2 separate regions of the Drosophila melanogaster genome follow, and region 1 is linked to region 2. Evidence: chromatin contacts called from public Hi-C data. All regions are on one chromosome and are shown on one strand. The core of a region is the stretch at or near the end of the contact, and the rest is flanking DNA. Distances in the headings are between cores, read along the strand shown.

Region 1 (5,948 bases), core at 217-2,716, 2.7 Mb before region 2:
AAAAGAGAGAAATAAAAAGATGGCAAAGAGAATGAACCAAAACCTTGGGGGTGGATTTTCGCCATTTTCCCGCTGCTGTGCTGGAAAATTACGACGCAGAAATGCTCGAGTTCGGAAGGACATCTCGGTGATGCCCACTCGGTTCGCCCACTTTACGCCCACTGTCCTTGACAGTCTGCGGTTGGCATTTTTGTTGTGCTTCTGCTTATTCATAACAAAAACAACATCGATTCGCGAGAAAGCCTTTCGCCGGGAAGCTTAGCGAAAGGCTTAAACCAAAGCTCTGGGCGTTGTCACATGGCCTTGTGGAAAAAGGGATACGCGGCCCAAAATCTAATTAATTAATAAGGGATTATTTATGCCTTGGCGTGCTTCCGAATTGGTCAAAATTCACAGCGAACGGAAAACTCGCGCCTATGCATAAATAAGATTGTGGATTGTGTGGGGAAACGACCATTGAAATCGCCGACGAAGGACAACGCCCACGAAAAAAAAGGAAGAAAAAAAGCTATTCAAGGTCTTCGAAGCTTTGCACTGCCTTGAACTTTGGCGCAGGAAAAGCGAAAGTGAAAGTGTGGAGCTTCGATCCCATGGAACCCGAATCGTAAAGCCCACGCATCCCTAAAGTACATATGTACATATACAAATGCATACATAGCTATGTATGTATCTAATCCCACTTTGTTACGTAGGCGGCGTCGGGTATCGGGAATATATATTGTAAATACTCAAATGCCGGCGCCCACGTCCTTGAAAATCATTCTACATGCCTCCTTGAACAGGGATAAATACAGTCGAGGTCACAAATATAACGATATGAAAATGAAAACGATATGAAAATGATATAAAACGATTTTCTATGTAAAGCTTACTTAAACGGACAATTTTATATTGAACAATTATAAATGAAATTTTGGAAATAACAAGATTTCAATTAAAAGGTTTATTTCAAAAATACTAACTAATTAACTGTACATAAATTACAATTTCTTTCTTTTGTATAAGAACTATTTTTATCTATATCCTAAATCCCTGCACTTCCGGTGCTATTATTTTCACCGCAGCTGTATATATGTACGTATAAACAATTTGTGCTTTTGTCGTGGCGGTTGAGGGTGTTAAACAGAGCGTGGGATCGGGCTGTTATCCTTGCTGCTCCCTACGTATCCTTGGCGTTCCCTCTGCAAGTTGGGTCGCAATTTCGTATTCAAGGACATGGTCGTGATTTTCTGCCACAGCAGCTACTGTATAAATAACAAATATACACATGTAACTCCGTGCGTCAGTTGGTTATTTTCCTCTCCTGTCCAGAATTTCCATTATGTGTCGCTAAAATTTAATTTAATCGAATTTGCAGACCCTTCATGTTGCCTGGTATCTTTAAGGTAATAAATTTCAGTGGGTCCTTGGAAGTTACAAAAATAAATGCAGTTTGAAGTTGGTTTATCTATGAAGAATTCTTGAATATATTAAATGTACATAAATGACATACATCACACATACATACATCATACAAGGCTATGATTGACAGTTCTGATTAATTCCGAAATGGGAATTCAGGGAAATCAGTGAATTCCTAGTATGCTTTTATCACCAGTTGAAATATAAACAAATAACGATTTTATCAGAATTCAATATAATATAAACAAAAACCCAACCTGATAAAAGCCGAGTAAAATATATCCGCTGAAGTTTCAGTTTTCCACGTTCATAATGCCAACTAAGCTGTATCGCATTACTCTTTAATGGGGCATAATTTCATCAGCTGAAAATATCCGAGAAGTTCACAGGAAACTCAGACAAATCGATCGCAGAAATGAGATACAAAAGTATCTAAAAGAATCCAAGTGATAGGCGGTGGATTCAGAAGTTGAATTGATACTGCTGTTTTTGCGATCTCTTGATTCGTTTTGTTATAAACAAACTAATAAAGATCGTGTGCAAAAAAAAGTGCAACGTCAGCGAGGAAAAACGCGCGCATTCTGCTTCTTTTATTGCTTGCAATTTTACTTAATTCTGCAATGGCAAAATACTTATAGTATTTTGTATTTTTCGATTGTTGTAAACAAGTTTATTTTTACACTGGCGAAAAATAAAATCAAATCGAAATCAAAGCGCCAGACAATTTCATAACAAAAATTTGCATAAAAAAGACCGAACGAGAACAACAACAACGGCGGCGAATGTGCAAGAAAAGGGAAAACAAGCTGAAGTAAACAACGAAAGTGACGTCAAAATAGAGGGTGATAGGAAGAGGAAACAAGAGAGGTAAGGGAAGAAGGAGAGAGTGGCGGAAAAGCTTTGTAAATGAATTTATTTAATAATCAAATGCAAAAAGCAGAAGAATAATAAAAACCAAAACAACAGACTGTACTCGAGCTTTTTGTTCCGCCTCTCTTATTCCCCTCTTCTTGCTCTCTCTCCAAAATGGAAAAGACGAAGTGAAAGAAGCAACAGACATTCGTTAGGTGTGTGAGTGGGAGAGATGGTGGGGCATGCGCTCTCATAAGCTGCGCTACTCACACCGAAAAAAATATTTAATACCAATGTGTAATTTTATTAAATGAAAACAAAAACTATCTTGGTTTTGCATACCACTTAAAAAAATATTCTTTTAATTTAATGTAGGGACCGGTTTTTTTCCGTGTTCTCTCTTCCAGCTGTACAATCAAAACAAAAGCGATTGGAGAGCTTTTGGCGCTCTGCTTTTTGGCTTTGTCGCCGAGCTTTGCACACTTTTTATCAATCGGTCAAGAACGTTTGACGAGCGCAGACCAACAAAAATAATCCAACAAAACGTTAAAGAGACTCCAGAATACAAAACCAGTGTATTGGGCAGCACATAAAAGCACACATGCACACAAAAAGTGTTATAATCAAAATAAAAGAGAGAAGGAAAACAATTAACGCGTACCGAGAAGATTGAAATAAATCAGAAAACCGAAAAACCAATAGATTTGTCATAATAGAAACAAGTTTTTTGAAATAGCCGCATTTAACGAAACGAACTAGTTTCCGAGGCAACGACATAAAAAACCATACCAATTTGCATAAATAAATAAACCAACAAACATAAACGCTGCCAAACTTGACGAATGCTTTGGAATTCGCCTACCGAATAATATAAACGTGTATATTGTTGTGTGCGTACATATATGTATATAAATTCTTATTAGAACCCCACTCCAAAACAAAAAGAACAAAAATAAAATACAGAGAGCGCAGAGAGAGCAAAAAGCCCCAAGTTTAGGCTCCGCTCTCTCTTCCATCGATCAGTTGTTCGCTTGCCGCTCAGCTGCTCGGTCGAAACCGCAAAATTGACAACAATCCGAAGCGAATAAAGTAGCTGAAAAAGCAAACAAAGCTAATCAGAATTTGTTGTAAATTTTTGCCATTAATTTAGAAGCGAGTTTCAACAAAAATTATTGAGTGCCGCAACCCGCAGTACGGAATAATACAAATAATAAATTAACACCAACTTTGTCGCCACTGATAAGATTTCTCCCCGCTTATCAAAATTCGTGTATGTAGCAAACCGAGTGTGTTTGGCTTGGTGTGCTGTGCTTCGGATGAGATATACTACAAATGTGCTTCATTATAAATAAATTTTCGTCTTAATCGCTACATGTGTGACCTAGTTAAAAAAACAACTCACACTCACGCATGAAATAACAATGAAATTTACATATAAACGTGGACCGCACCATATGCATAATAATTAATAACGAAAAGCGAAAACGAGGATGTGGATGAGGAAAAATTAAACAAAAATACAATATCAATTAATTTGTAAACACCGCGAGAGGGATTTGTTTAAACCGTGTGCATTTAATTGAAAATCTTCGAGGAAGTAATTTAAAAACGCTTTTACAACAAATCATCACAGCATCATTTTCTGACTTGTTTATACGCAACGAGGTGTAAAAACGAAAAAAAACAAATAAGGTGGGTACGAATACACATAAATAGGTGTATTAAAAAATGTTTAAATATCTTTTAAACGACAGAGGGGATGCAGAATGAAGAAGTTTAATCCAAACATAAAAATTTATATGCTATTTATATAATCGTGCTGTTCATGATAAGGATATTCTGTAAGGAATGCATGAAGGTTTAACAAGATTTATTTTACCGAGAAACATCTATTAATTGGACTAAAAATTTGATTTATGATCATGTTTGAACTTAATGGTTCAAACAGTCGAAAGAAATATTTGTAGTGTTGTCATAGGATCGGCATAAATCCTCAATGTTTACAACTTTCTAATGCAGCGAAGTACAATTTGTATGTAGCCCCCATAGCTGCGCTCACCCCACTTTCCTAAGCCGACACACTGGTAATTTATGATCGCAGACCAATTAAAAAATTAACTTAAGCCCAAAAAGGGGCTCCATCCACACAGCCACATCCCCACTATCCCCAACATAGAAACCGAAAACTTGAACAACAAAATCTAGCCTGCCCTTTGAAATGTGAGACCCACAAAGGCGAAAAAAAAAAAACTAAACCAAACCAAATTCGAGTCAAACAAAACAACAACAATAAAAGAGCATAGTATAGCACATAAACCTATAAACATTCCGAGTATTATTTATGTATCGAGCACACTGTGTATAGGCGACTTGATAGCGGCTTAAGTTAAGCATTTCCTGTCGCGTCAACAGAATCTTTTGGGCATCAAAAGAGTCCCCACGGGGCCATGGAATTCGTTGGGATACAAAAATATGAATCTTGTCTTCTTTTTTCTCCCTCGTTTTTTTTTTTTTTATTCTTTTCGAGAGGTCTATTTTTTCCCCATTTGTGCAAATAATCAAAGGCAAACACACACAGACACTTACAAATGAAACAAAAGGAAATCAACAGAAATTTGCTGTGTTGTTTGGCAACAACAAATTAAATTGAAATTGATTTCAATTTGAATTTTGTTCGCTCGGCTTGAGTTCAGTGTCAGTGCGAAAATTCAAGGTTGAAAACTGTTGACTTCGTACAAGAAATGAAATAAAACAAAATCCAAACAGCTTTAACACGTGAGAAGCAACCGCACACTAGTAGAGCCTAAAAGGCAGCCATATGTTGGGTAAACTTTGGGGGGGGGGAAAAAGCAGTAGAAGAGAAACCGAAAACAATCCAAAGCCACTTACCCCCTATCTTGAGTTGGAGCCAGTTTTTGAAGTTTTCTAGGCGTCCCATAACATTACGTATACGACATGGGTCCAGCTGCTACATCAGTTAATTGGATGCTGAACTTTCTGTTTGGCAATCTCCGCTCGCTCGATGGTTATAATACTGCCAGTGACTCAAGAGTTAGTGTGTCGATAAGAGCCATAAAGTGGGCAGGCAGGTTTGATAAAATAAATCAATAAAAATTCGCTGGAAAAAACGTAACACAAAAAGGCCTAAAAATATAAATTGGGGCAGAGTTAAGTGTGCTATAACTGATTAGAATGCTGATATTGCGTTTAGTTTAAGTACTAACAAATTTAGTAAAGACCATTAGTAATGGTCGAAGTAAATACTATTACATCTTCAGCAAAAATACAAAGCAATTACATTTCATTTTGCTAATGCATCTCGAAATGCTTCAAATGTTAGTTGCTCTTTTAATTAAGAGACTGCAATATGCCATCATAAAATCACAAAGTCAGTTAAAGTGTTTATCATAACTGGTTCTATTCAATTGGCATAAATATACATATATAATTAGCTGGTTACACATTATAGACGTCATAATTAATTTACATGTTGTCAAAAATAGATTATAGATTAATGAAATTGCTATTGTATGATGATCTATCAAACGGGTGTTATTGCATCATGATCTGATCTTCGCCATAAAACGAGCTAAGCTTTGCTTTCAATTTTATTTATTTGTTTGTATTCCGATCAATTTGTTCGAATCGGACTCTTACATATTAATATTTGTTCAAATTGCCGACTATATAGTCTA
Region 2 (5,917 bases), core at 2,100-4,599:
GTGCAAATGGGGATGTATTTCAAGTGCGGAAACGGGAAGAGAGAATGCGTTATATGGAGCAGGCGTTGCGGAGGAAGAAGAGTGGTAGATTGCACCGGGCTGTGTCAGATTCAGGTTTTGGTTTTGGCGCAAAAAATGTGTGCTCAAAATTACCAGCAGCAGGTATTCGCACTCGTATGGGTATTCGCAACCGTGTGGCTCCGATGATGAGGGCAGCCGCATCCACATAGCCACATACATATCAACATCCACAGCAGCAGCCGCAGAAATTGGCGCAAAATTTACAGATGCCTCAAAAAATACAAAAAAAAAAAAAGAAAAGAAACAAAATGAATGGAAAATGGAAAGCAACTGCAGCGGCACAGGTCCCCATTTGTATGAGTGCGCGTTTGTGAGGCATTTCAAAGACGAGGAAAATCGCATGCCCCAAACTTCCTAAAGACAACCCTATCTTATGCATACATATAGATATATGTACATACATGTATCTCACCCCACCTAAATCACTTTAAATAGCGGGCTTGCTTCGACGATATACGGAAATAAATACATACATATGCATACATATATCAATACCGCAAATAAATTTCTAATCCCTGATTATGCTTGCTATCAAGACAGTTCAACGTAGCATTTGTCGACTAATTCGTAAACCCCATCCTCACTTTTTTATGACTCACTAAACCACAACGCACTGATTTCAACGAATTTAATTGTCTGCTTATATTCCATTGGAAATAACTAAGTTTGGCAAATCGAATTCTTTTAATTCTGAAGTTCAAAGTTTTTGGGCGCCATAATATATGCACAATTTGTGGCAGTGCAAACAAAGTATCTGCTAGATTTATTTCAAGCGACCGGATCTGCAGTTGTTGTTGCTGCCACGCGCGCCCATATTGCATATTGCACACACAGCAAGAACAAATGAAATGGAAAAGAAAACATCTGGCAGGGGGAGGAGAAAGCAGAAATGAGGGGACACAGCCCGGGCTACTACTTAATGAGTTCATTTATTAATTAGACGAACGTGACGTCAGCACGGACGGAAAACGACGAAAACCTCGGTGTATCTCAAACTCCCTGCGTTACGTTCCGACACTAAAACAGCAGTTAACCTTATGCGCAGCGCGTGCGACAGTTCCATTGATCGGTTGCGTTGGCTCCTGGGTTCATTCATTTCATTATCATTCAATGGTTTCTGACCTTTTGAGCCGGGGTTACATGGTACGTGGCCCATAAACTAATTTCTGCCAGCCAGTCGGCGGAAAACAGCTTGAGTTTTTCGCAGACAAGATGCGTGCGGCGGAAGTGACGACGGAAAAGTAGCCCATCAGTAGACCCAGACACGTACCCAGAAAACATCTGAAAGATACAAATATACGCGACGACATGCATTCGACAGTGAAAAATCAGCGCAGCTACGAGATATTAAAAAAAAAACAAAGCTGAATCGCAGTTGTTGAAATGGTAGAATGGAAATCTCTTTTGAAACTTTCACACATTTCCAACTGCATTGTTACCCTCTCGAGTGCCACGTCATTATGTGGATTTTTTGGCGCGAGGGTTGGTTTTTGCACAGACCTACTCTGACACGACCTGTGCCACCGATCCACCCGATCCGATCCGATCCTATCCCATCCCATCCCATCCGATCCTCAACCCCTCATTCACCTCGCGAGCAGGTAGTTGCCAATCCGAATTGGACATCGCGCCAAAAAATATATGAGGAAGGGATATCAATCTTCTATACAGTAATCTCCGGAAACGCGAAACTTTTACTAAGAGTTGCTGAGATTTATTTAGTTCGATACATGAAAGTAATAAGTGAATAATCTGCAGTAATATATCTAGGAATATATTCAATTGGTATCCCTTCTAGAAACAATACATTTGTTTGTAAAGCAGATACTACATATGAAGATGATAAGAAAGAAAAACATTTATTCATTCTGGCGAAAATTCTTATAAAAGCTTATAAAGCCAATACAGACACCATCTGTATCCCTTTGCGAGGGCCCACTGTACGCCTGAAAACAATAATAAATCGCAATCCTTTGGGCGCGTCCTTTGTCCGGGGCACTCTTTAAAATGACTAATCGGTCAAAGAGCCAGACGAAATGGGCCTGAAGACTCCTCCGATTCGAGGTAACACCAGCTGCGCCTCCTAACCAACCACCAGTGGAGTGGGGGCCAGTTTATCGGTTCGGCTGACTCAGCATTATTGAAATTGAAATGACTTGTGGTCCACATTATTTACTACTACCAATACCACTACTACAACCTACTACCTCTATTTCTATGCGGTTTTCACTTTCGTTTGTTCGAGATACGCTTGAATTGCCGCCGCAGGCGCGAAAGTTGTTTATGATTTTTTGTTGACTATTTTGAATTTTTCGTATTCCTGTCGCTGGCAATTTGTTCTAGCCACGTCTGGCCGCCAATTAGGCCGTTTAATGCCGCATGAAGCCCGACTCGACCTTGAGTTAGGGCCCAAAACGCGCTAACATATCAGTTAGTTAGCGTTTAGCTCAGTATTTGTGCGAGGTAAATAGCAACGAGCCAGCAGTCCCTAGCATAACTAATTGTATTTACACGGCCTATAATTGGCACACAAAAAACGGATTCACTTTCCGTAATTGTTACATGTAAATATCGTAAGTATAAGATGAGCAACTGCATTATTCTGAGCTAGGAATCTCTATTTGCATGGGATACATTTAATAGTGAGGTGTGGCATTGTGTTTGAGGTACTGCATGTTGGCATCTCAAATTGGGTGTTATGATGTCATCGATTTAATTTATAAACTACTTGGAATTCATCATATGTTTGCTTGCAATGCAATTCAGTTTGATGGCCAACCTTGAGTAAAAAAAAAAATACGAACTTGGAGATATGATATTTTTCTTAATTTTAAATTTCTAAAATTTCACTTCAATTCATTTGAACATCAAGGAAGTAAATGTAATTTATGACGTCATCTCAGTAGCCAGAGATGTTCCCTACTCGCGCCACCTCTCAAAACTGCTGCAGTTAAAAGTGCAATAGCGGTGCTAGGAAACAATTTTTATGGAAATAAACATATATTATAAGCATATTGAATATTATAGCTTCGATGTATAATTTTTGAAATATTTTCTAGATCACTTTCAAGTATGTTTTTCTGTGCATTTCACCCTAATGTTAATGATACCCAAATGTAAGAGAGCGTAAAAATGCTGAAGAGAGTCACGAAAGAGCGCAGAGTGACCGTTTCGGCGGGCCAAAAGCGAAAGTAAAGCGTTATCGATGCGGGAGCAACTGGTCACACTGCGCCATATAAGCTATATAACTTGCTGAATCCCTGGTCTCTGCGCGATTCAGTCTTTGACTCTCCACCAATTCGGTCGCTTGCGTTTGCTCCAGCTGCGTTCTTTTCGCTCTCTTTGGCTCGCGTGAAAGTCGTAAAGTTCAGCTAGCTCTCTACGATACAGAAAAAGAAACGCATACAACAAATTCGCCAGCGATAGAAAACCGATTTAAACTGCAATTGCAATGCCTAAAATGCGTACGTGAGTTTCGCGCAGTGATCGCTGTGAAAGTTCAAGTGAAAGCGGAAAGAAGAAACAAAGCGAGAATACTTCAAAAGCAATAAACCAAAAAGTGCAAAAATACCTAAAGTTTAAACAAAGAAAACAAGTTATACAAAACCATAGCCATGTTGTGTCCGCCAATGGCCCTGGGCCCATTTCTCGCCGCCCCCGTGCCACGCCCACCGCCCAGCGCATCGGAGAAGAAGAGAATCTGTCGGAACCTATTCAATAACGCTCCCGGGGACTCGAATATCGATCAGCTGTTGGCCCAGGAGCAGCACACGCAGAGATTATACGTTAAGGAACGCTACGGATATGACATCCAGCTGGAATCTAATCGGGATGCGGATGCGAATACGGATGCGGATGCTGATACGGATGCCCATTGTCAGGTCCTGCGCGGAATGCGGTATCCGACCTCAAGGACGATATCCAGCACCGATGCCGATGAGTGCAATCCAAAGGCAGTCAGCCAAGCGCCGAGGGGCATGGCCCTGACTCCCGCCCAGATCTCCGCCAGCGCAAAGCTGATCCTTCAGAAATGCCCGGAAAGCGATCGCAAAAAAAGCAACGGCAGTGCGGATTTGGCCAACTGCACGCGACATGGCCAAAAGCCATATGCGAGGCAGCCACAAGGCCTCAAAGGTAGGTTTTTTTTTTCCATGATTTGCATGTTTTTGTTTCACCTGAAACGCTGGGTGCTTGCTCAAAATATACGAATAATGATTACTCTTTGGTTCCAAGTTATTAAGTTTAATATACTTTCAAGTTATTGTTAAATTTTCCCAAAGAATCAGAGCAGAATCAGAATATAGTGAAATCTCTAAAATTAAAAAAGTCTCCTTCGAATTATCTCATACATTTCCTCGGTTTTTGTACGTATGTTCTATTTACTAAGATCCCATGTACTTCTTATATAGATGATCCAATAAGCAGACACCTGATTTTAGTTGCATTTTCCGTTGTTCCTTCCTCTTGCAGTCTCTGCTTTGTGCTCGTCCTTTGCCACAGTCGTCACCCTTATAAAATTCCTCCCCTTAGTTGAAAAAAAAAACCACCCTTATTTTCTGATTTTCCTAATTTCGTTTTTCCCCTTCTGCGTCGATTCTTATTGTCACTTCTTTCCTACCAGTTTTTATTCTCTTTATTTTGGCTAGTTTTTCCGATTCTTTGTTCGTTCATTCACGTGCGTAGGGATTTATCTCTTTGGTTACTCGAAAGTGAATTGGGATACATTTACATATCTGATGAATAACAGAAAACTCAAAAAAGTATTATTGTTTGGCCCCATTGCTTAATCGAATTCGAATAAATTTCTCTAATTTCAAATAATTTGAAATAATAAATGTATTCAAAATCATTGTATTATGAAATTTTAAAGATTCAGTACAAGTTTCTACGACTATTGCCTTAAGTTTTAGCAACAAGACAAGGGACTATTAATGCAGTCCATTGTTATCTAATAATAGATTTAAGATGAACGCTATTAAAAAAAACTTACCAGTTTGTTTATATTAAGCATCACTTATGGACGTTCGACTGTACCTTTAATTTTTGGCTTATTATTATTGCTTTACTTTACGCTGATATTCCGCCGATAGCGTGGCATTCAGTGAGAGAGGGAGAGCTGGGAAGAAAGAGAGCTGGTCTCCAGTTTGTCTTTGGTTTGGCAGTGTGTCAAAGCGAAAAAGCTAAACAAAAAATAAAAACTGTTGAATAACAATCGCGCGCCAAAAATCTTTCCATATTTTGCGAAAAGAGATTGCAGCTGAAAAGTGAATATGAGATGAGTAAAATGCAAAGGCAATTAATTGAGAGGCCTCAATTAAATTTAAATCAACGCCTTCTGGTTTTCTTGATTGTTGTTTTTATTCCTGCTGCAGTTTCGACACAGAAAAAAAAAATAAATAAAAAAACAAAAAATGAGCTACACAGACCTGCGACTGTACATGAGTTCACTGTAGTTGTGTTAGTTAGTTGAAAAGGCCGCACCCACAACGACAAACGCAATCTCAACCAGAGGAAAACCACAGCTCTTATACGACGACGTCATCCCACTTCCACACAAACGCACGCACACTTATGCATTATCAAAGAAAGACGAGAGAGTCAGAGTCGTCGCTCTCTCTCTCTCTCTCTCTCTCTGTTTGTCTGCTGGTTTTTGGCGCGAACTTATTATTTTCGTGTTTATTTTTAGTCGTCTTCGCTGATAAGCTTTCTGCGTGTGCGAGTGTGTGTGCGTTATTATGCGTAGTAGTAACTACGCACGCACGTTGATGATGTTTTTCAAAAACTCGTCGTGAAGGTCACACACACCAACGAACGCAATTCGCGTAAGTACAGCAGC

What was found. Hi-C and Micro-C count contacts between places; a contact is called where the count stands out from the background.
Region 1: a contact with region 2 is called in a Hi-C map of the Kc167 cell line, with 2.7 times the contacts expected there. A contact is called at or near these places in 1 of 107 Hi-C or Micro-C datasets (the Kc167 cell line) and 1 of 7 datasets of targeted methods (the Kc167 cell line).

Annotation. Positions count from the first base shown.
Region 1 is chr3R:24,569,288-24,575,235 of dm6, reverse strand. lncRNA:CR46094 (long non-coding RNA:CR46094) reads right to left here and starts at 1,466. Exons shown (of 1, transcript NR_133443.1): 1 at 932-1,466. The region is part of intron 2 of REPTOR (Repressed by TOR); the gene reads left to right.
Region 2 is chr3R:21,853,698-21,859,614 of dm6, reverse strand. glec (gliolectin) reads left to right here and starts at 3,349. Exons shown (of 2, transcript NM_079719.3): 1 at 3,349-4,215. The coding sequence starts at 3,696.